Regions from separate parts of the Zea mays genome. Here region 2 is linked to region 1. Evidence: chromatin contacts called from public Hi-C data. All regions are on one chromosome and are shown on one strand. Each heading gives the region's core, a stretch centred on a gene start, on an enhancer-like site or on the middle of the called end of the contact. The rest is flanking DNA. Distances are from core to core; before and after follow the strand shown.

What was found. Hi-C and Micro-C count contacts between places; a contact is called where the count stands out from the background.
Region 2: a contact with region 1 is called in a Hi-C map of ear, with 1.7 times the contacts expected there. The contact joins two enhancer-like sites. A contact is called at or near these places in 2 of 25 Hi-C or Micro-C datasets (ear and tassel).

Annotation. Positions count from the first base shown.
Region 1 is chr8:174,112,773-174,116,264 of Zm-B73-REFERENCE-NAM-5.0, forward strand. It overlaps LOC103636482 (AT-rich interactive domain-containing protein 1), which reads left to right. Exons shown (of 3, transcript XM_008658825.3): 3 at 1-83. Among protein-coding and RNA genes, the nearest start is that of LOC100217015, 5.5 kb to the right of the region's middle. Within about 2 kb of position 1,934, at least 18 of the 20 cell types and tissues checked have an H3K27ac peak or open chromatin away from gene starts, as enhancers often do. A contact at or near this core is called in ear and tassel, where this site is marked.
Region 2 is chr8:174,527,275-174,530,752 of Zm-B73-REFERENCE-NAM-5.0, forward strand. LOC100216799 (Phosphatidylinositol:ceramide inositolphosphotransferase 1) reads right to left here. Exons shown (of 12, transcript NM_001151884.2): 11 at 3,264-3,424; 12 at 2,637-3,099. The coding sequence ends at 3,019. Among protein-coding and RNA genes, the nearest start is that of LOC100216799, 5.1 kb to the right of the region's middle. Within about 2 kb of position 1,452, at least 12 of the 20 cell types and tissues checked have an H3K27ac peak or open chromatin away from gene starts, as enhancers often do. A contact at or near this core is called in ear and tassel, where this site is marked.

The DNA of each region.
Region 1 (3,492 bases), core at 684-3,183:
GAATTTGTTGACCTGTAAATGATGTCGCGCAGAGGCATACACAAAAAAATCTCCCTGTGAAGCGGAATCTGCCTCCTTCGGAATGATTTCTGCACTCAAATGTTTCTTTGCTGGTCAGCAAGACGCACGTGCTGACTGGTATATTGTGTGGTCAATGTGTAATTTCTTTTTCCTACATATAATTTGATTGGCTCTAAAGAAAAGCCCATTGATCTAGGCTTTCGCCTTTCTGCACTCGGGGAAAGAAGAATTTGATGGTTGATGGCTTGATGCATTCTACTCACTCTGTCTCTTTAGGTGATGCTACGGTATTTATATTGATCAAAGTTTCTTGACTAGATTTATAAAAATTACTAGCAGTATTTATATCTTAAGGTAAATTGTATTATAAAAATAGATTCAATGATCTATATATGCAATTGATAATATTATTAAAAAAATCAACGACCTATGTACTGATTATATACTATAAATATTTGTTATGTAAATATATATGTTTTGTTAAAGTTCAGTATGTTTAGTTTTTTTGAAAGGTGAGAACGGCAGATGAAAATAGACGGAGAGCGTAGCTGTCAAATATATCCGTGCATTAGCATGGGAGGAGATCAGGAGAGACAGGATACATTGCAGAGGTGAGAGGAAATCCTTCGCTGTCCCTTATGATAGAAAACATGACCCAAATATTAGATAATACTAACTAGGTGTCCGTGCTTTGATTTTGCTGTCACTAGAATCTAGTTATAGTGTGGCTTACGGTGTGGAGGAGGATGGAGAGGTTTAGGGTCTGTTTGGTTCACGGCTAACCGTGTCACACTTTGACTAAGGTTAGTCATCTGAATTAAAAAACTAACCTTAAACAGAAAAGTTAGCCAAAATATGACAAGTTAGGTAGTAAATCGAACAGACCCTTAGTGTTTTGGGAAACGGAAGTGTTGGCTTCCTCTCGTCGTGACGACTCAGCGGATTCCGCATTCACATTGATTTAGACGATTTTCACATAAGCGATTCTAATAGAAGCGGTCAAATAAGCAAAGTGTTTGGCGGCCACAAGTTGATTCGGGCGGTCAGAAACCGAATCAAACATTCCTATATCACCAAGTAGATCTTACTTAAATGAAATGTCGTTGTCTGCCTAGGTGGACACATCACTGCTACAGACTAATCCTACTGAGGGGCAGCAATGAAAAAAATAAGGAGAAGCACCATAATATACAATTACTAATATTATTAAATCCTTTGAGATAAACCCAAATACTCCGGCGCTTTGGGGGCCGGCAGGGAGGGCTGCTGGCTGGCTGGCTTGTGGTGATTTGATTTGATTCCCATGCATGCAACGCAAATACTCCCAAGTCCCGTCCAGCTTTGGGGCAGGAAAAGAAACTGTTTGTTTTTTGTCTCGTCTGCTGGGCCCTGCCTGCCATACTCGCGAGCTTCGAGGCTCGCTGGGCCGCGCTCTGATCCCTACAGTATCTGATGAGCCGTTGTTTTCGATCCAAGTAGGAGGAGGACAGGAGGCCTAGGAGTAGTAACTTTCATGCCAGCCGCAGCCGGTGGATAAAAAGAAGGGAACGCAGCTGCAGCAGTGTCCGTGTCGACTGACTCGAATTTAATCAAATCTATGGTAAATAACATTCGTATTTATACCTTATAGACTAATCTATTATTACAATATATATATATATGTATTTTATAATGGAAACTAATAATGCTTATTTTTGCTAAAAAACAAACAAGTATTTTCCGCATATAGATTTTAATTAAGCTCCAAAACACTTTGGTTTCTCGAAATGCAACAGCTACATTGTTCTTTTATGGAGGACGCAGGCTCAGCCTGAAATGAATCGAATGGTTCCTTTCCTTTGGCTCGCTTGTCATTCCCTGCTTTGCCTAGAGCCTAGTAGTAGAGGTGTACTGTACACATAAATAGCGTTCGATTGCAAACAAAAGCGAAAAAGTCGTAGAGAGGAGAGGCTCGACTGCAGCTGCAGGCGGCTCCAGATTGCAGCGGCGCTGAAACTGCAGCATCATCCAGCAGTTACCGTCCTGTGTATCACTTCACCAGCAGCAGCTGCAGCTAGTCGTTCCGGCCCCGATCGGCTGGGGTGTTTTTTTTTCTTTTATCATCATTATTATTATTATTATTATTATTTCCTTTCTGGCCGTCTCGGCGTCTCAGCCTCAGGCCGGCCTCTCGCTGATGTAAAAAAAAACTGGTTGATGTTTACAAGCACATTCCCCAAGATTCATGTAAGTTTCAGGAAGTGTATACATTCTTAGTGGAAACTTGTTTGGTAGCACAATCATGAGTTTTTTTTTTGTTTCTTCTATGTAGTAGGTGCTTGGTTCGAACTACCAAAGCAGATATCTTGGAATCTTACCATGGAGTGCGATAAAGTACTAACATAAATGTGTATTCACTTCATATCAATTAAAATTATTGTCTTTTAGATTTTCGTAGCATTAGCATGAACACCTTACTATTAAGTATATAATCAGAAGAAATATATCCATGATGCATCATTCAGTACAAACTGCACAATTGATGAACTGCAAGTGTGGCCCATCAAAGAAAATCATCGTAAAAATCATTAGATTAACTCAATGTTGGATACACTGGTTTCGCGCCGAAGTAGTGATGCTGGATGAGGTTTTCTCCAGCAAAATGATCCCTGTGAATGACGCGGCGAGGTAAACCGGACCGTCGTCGGTAATGGCGTTGAGCCTCAATGTTGAGGGTAAGTAGATTGACAAGCAAAAGAGTTTCGTCCTCACTATCACTCGAATCAGAATCATCTTCCGTATGCCTGTGAGACATACCGAACTATACCTAACTTGATGAAGTAAACAACAATGAGCGTACATTTGGGTAGAGAATGATTGCATATATATAGGCGAGACCAAAGCGGCTTTAGGGGGAAGCTGGGGGCTTCCATTGAAAGCCAACCGTGCCTTTCTTTGAAAGCCAAAGGTGGCTTTCGTTGAAAGCCACACGTGGCTTCGTCCATACGACTGGGCGGGTTTGCTTGCAACGTAAGTGTGGTTCAATATATTACGTCTCAATATATATGAAAAATTATGCCATACCACAATTGTGAAGTAATATATGCATTTTGCAATTAAATGTTAAATGAATTGATGTATGCATTTTGCAATTATATGTTAAATGAATTGTTTTTTTCTATATTGTGCGTAATTTAAAACAAACAAATAAATATAATTTTTTTTTCTTATTTAATACGAGCGGTTCATGCCTAACGTGTTAAAAGGAAAATATATAAATAGAAAATGAAGTTGGTTATGTTAGTTATATGGAAATGTATATTTAATGAGTAGAGAGATATGTAGGGGAAAATTTAGGGGGAACGGTTGCGGGACGAGTGAATATAGGGAAGAGAATCTTGCTAACGTGGCTACATAGTAACATTTAGTGGAAAAAAAATTTAGGTGAAACGCTTACGGATAGTCTTATCCTGTGTATCACTTCAGCAGCAG
Region 2 (3,478 bases), core at 202-2,701, 410 kb after region 1:
CACTTTTTAGATCTTAAGCCTTATGAACAACTTTATCTTACTCCATACGTAATCGTAATGATACTCAGATTTTCTCCACAGCCAGATTTTCAGAAAAGCTGGTCAGAAAAAAGCTTCGATTAGATGAATGAATGAATAGCGCTGGTTGCCTTGGGGGCAGATTTCACAAAGACTAGTTTTGGTCATTGCCAACGGCGAATGATTTTATCTCCCTAGATTTCTCCTGCCTTTGTCGCATGTGTTAGTTTTGGGGTAGCATCTGCGCACAGGACTCTGTTTATCCGCCTTTCCTTTTCTCCTGGCATTTTGGAGTAGATGATATACTATTTGTTGAGCCTTTTCTCCTGGCATGTGGCCATGTGCCAGTAGTAGGGATGACAATGGGTATGGATATGGGTAAATGGCCGCAGATAATTATTCATTAGATATGAGTATAGTAGAATTTAGTATCTGTATGTACGCTTATGAATATAATTAGGTATCCGTGGATAATTTTTCGCGGGTATGGATATCCAGTATCCATACCCGTTACCCAATAGATATATGATATATGGGTCATCCGGATTTAATATATTATCATAAATTCCCATTTTCAATTTTTATCCATGACATATTGTTTGGTACTGAAATTATTATTTGATGTTGCTGAAATGATAATTGTTTTGAAATGTGATAAAAATTGTTGTTTGGTGTTGAATGCTAAAATTGTAGTGGACGAGCGGATAATGGGTATAGATCCATACCCACGAACGTTTATAGGTACGGGTATGGGTTGAGTTTTGTCTCGCGGGTATAGATTCGCGAACTATATATCTGTGTACTACCCGACCGATTGCCATCCTAGCTCGTACTAGCAGCGAGCCGCATACATTTGGCAATCATGTTACTGTTGTAATAATGTTACATAAATTGTTTTATGTATTATTCGCTCTCTACAACAACAACAAAAGTCGAATAAATATTCGAATTCGCGTCCAAATTTGCATTCAAATTTTATATTTATCATTTGATAAAATATATGATAAATTTAAGGTTTACTTTTCATGAACTTTTACAAGCTCAATGGTAAAAACAAGAATAAAAAATTGTATAGCAGATTCTATATATTATTTGTTCGCAATCAACCAAAAATTGATATCCAAATAAGTTTCCATTTTTTACCATTTTAATCTCTACTTGCATAAAGCAAAGAGGACCGATTCTAAGCCCGAATTATATCTCGCATTCACCACCAAATCCAAATCAAGCCACATGCATCTCCTCAACTCGCGGCTGATGCTTCTTTCTTGTGGATCCCCACTTTAGAGAAGTATAATAAATTGATGTAGACGGGCTGTAAAAGATATCATATCAGATTTACAGTGATGTGAAAAAGGGAAAATAAAAAATGAGCTACTGACTATAGTAGCCAACTGAGAGCAGGCCCAACTCTGAGCCTAGGCCAGAGGCACGACGGCCAGGGCCCCAACCGGAAGGGGCCCAACTAGAAAGAAATAGAATTTGATTGGTCACGGTGTAACGGAAAGACGTTTCTTAAAATTGGAAATTCTGAAAATTTGTTTGTTATCAACTATGGTACAACAAAGATTGAATAGCTTGGCAATGTGTAGCATTGAGAAAAATATTTTAGATAACATTGATCTTCATATTATTCTTAATGATTTTGCATCAAGAAGCCTCAGAGGAGAATTTGTTTAAAGGACTAAATCATTATTATCCATAGAGTCACGTGGCTTAGTTACTATTCGAGATAATCATGTTTTTTTAAAATTTTGTGGCTCTTTTAGTTTGTGTTATAGACATGGTTTCTGCAAACTATATATACATATATCATTATTACAATTATCTCTTTAATTATACGGTAATTTTAAAAAGAAAGATAGCATAAAGGGTCTATACTGGCTAGTTTGCTTGGGGCCCTTAAAATCATAGAACCAGCCCTGGCTGAGAGTAGGCGACAGACGGACTCGGCTCTCTAAGAGAGAGAGGTAGAATAAATATTAAATGTACAGCTTGTATCACGAATGAGTTATTATATAAATAGGTTTTTAATTGACTACTAGTTATGTGCTCATGTGTTGCCATGAAAGTTAAAAATTTGTTTAAAACATAGATATGAAACGATAAACATCACTATGTTATGTAATATCCGTGTGACTATAGCCATGATATGTAAAATGGAGAGTGAAAGATCTTGTTCTCCATTGATTTGTGTACCTTATGGTTAAGTAGAGCTTTTCACCATAGTGTAGACTATAGCTATTGGCTATTATGGCAGAAATGGGAAGAGCTTTTCACCATAGTATTTACTGCAGACTTCGATAGATGTCGTGGAGCAGAGCAACTGCCGTACACCTGCACGGCCGCACCGCTGACATGGGTATGGGTAAGCGCCGTAAATGCAAATTGACCATGTCACATGGCAATGGCAGGAAGCATTGTGCACGGAATGCGGCGAATGCACGTGCTTTGCATCATACGCTCATCTCGCGGCAGCCCCAGTCAATCGCTGCTGTTTTGTTTTACCCATACCCGTGAGCGAATGAGCCATTCAGGTCTCGTGAACCCTGTGCCCGGATTAGTGGTGGTTGGACATTCAAAGGGGTCGTCACAGGGCTCCAACAAAGCGGTCATAACAGCTGCTCACGTTAAATTACCAATCAGCATAAGTTAGTCGTTCATTACCCATTGCCACAGCTGAATCTAATCAATATTTACATCAAACATCAATCTCCCTCTCTAACATCATCGACACTGAAACGTCTGAAGGATGCAAAACTGTAGCTGCGGCCTCATAGAAAAGCCGAAAAGGTCCTGATTCCGTTACTACTTCAACAGACTGTCATCGTGCCATGGAAAGCACAACAAAACGCTCTGTTATGAATGTCGCAACCTCGCGGGTACCTGAGAAGCCTTTCATCACACAATGATAGAGGCAGCACACCACACAATTTTCTTTTTGCTCGCAGATTCCATCTGTGGATATTGAAGACGATATTGACAGAGAAATGCTGCTGGTCATGTCCCAGCAGAGGTGGCATCAGCGACAGTGTGGCTCGTGTCTTCTCCGTGCTTTCCATTCATCTGCACTCGTTGTCGCTGGAATAATCAGAAAGGGATATATCAACAAAACTCAGTACCAAAAGCACGAGGTTATGAACAAAAAACAGTGAGATATAATCTAATAGCTCATTTTATGCATGCAGCCGTGCATTGAAAGGTACGCCCAGCCCGTTTACGATAATTCAGAAACTGTGAGGTACCCAATCTGTAGCATCGATAGAGTTTCCATTTAACAATTTATGGAACTCATCCATCATCCTCCCGTCCTTCTCAAGTTTATGGAGTTCTTCCTTCATCCTGCCGTCTTTATCCTTTGTGCTTACTGGAAGCAGAGACAATCCATTTGTACGGTCTGCCATTTCTGCAGAAAAACCACAAAAAGTTTGTTACAGAATGCATCATACGGCTGATTTAC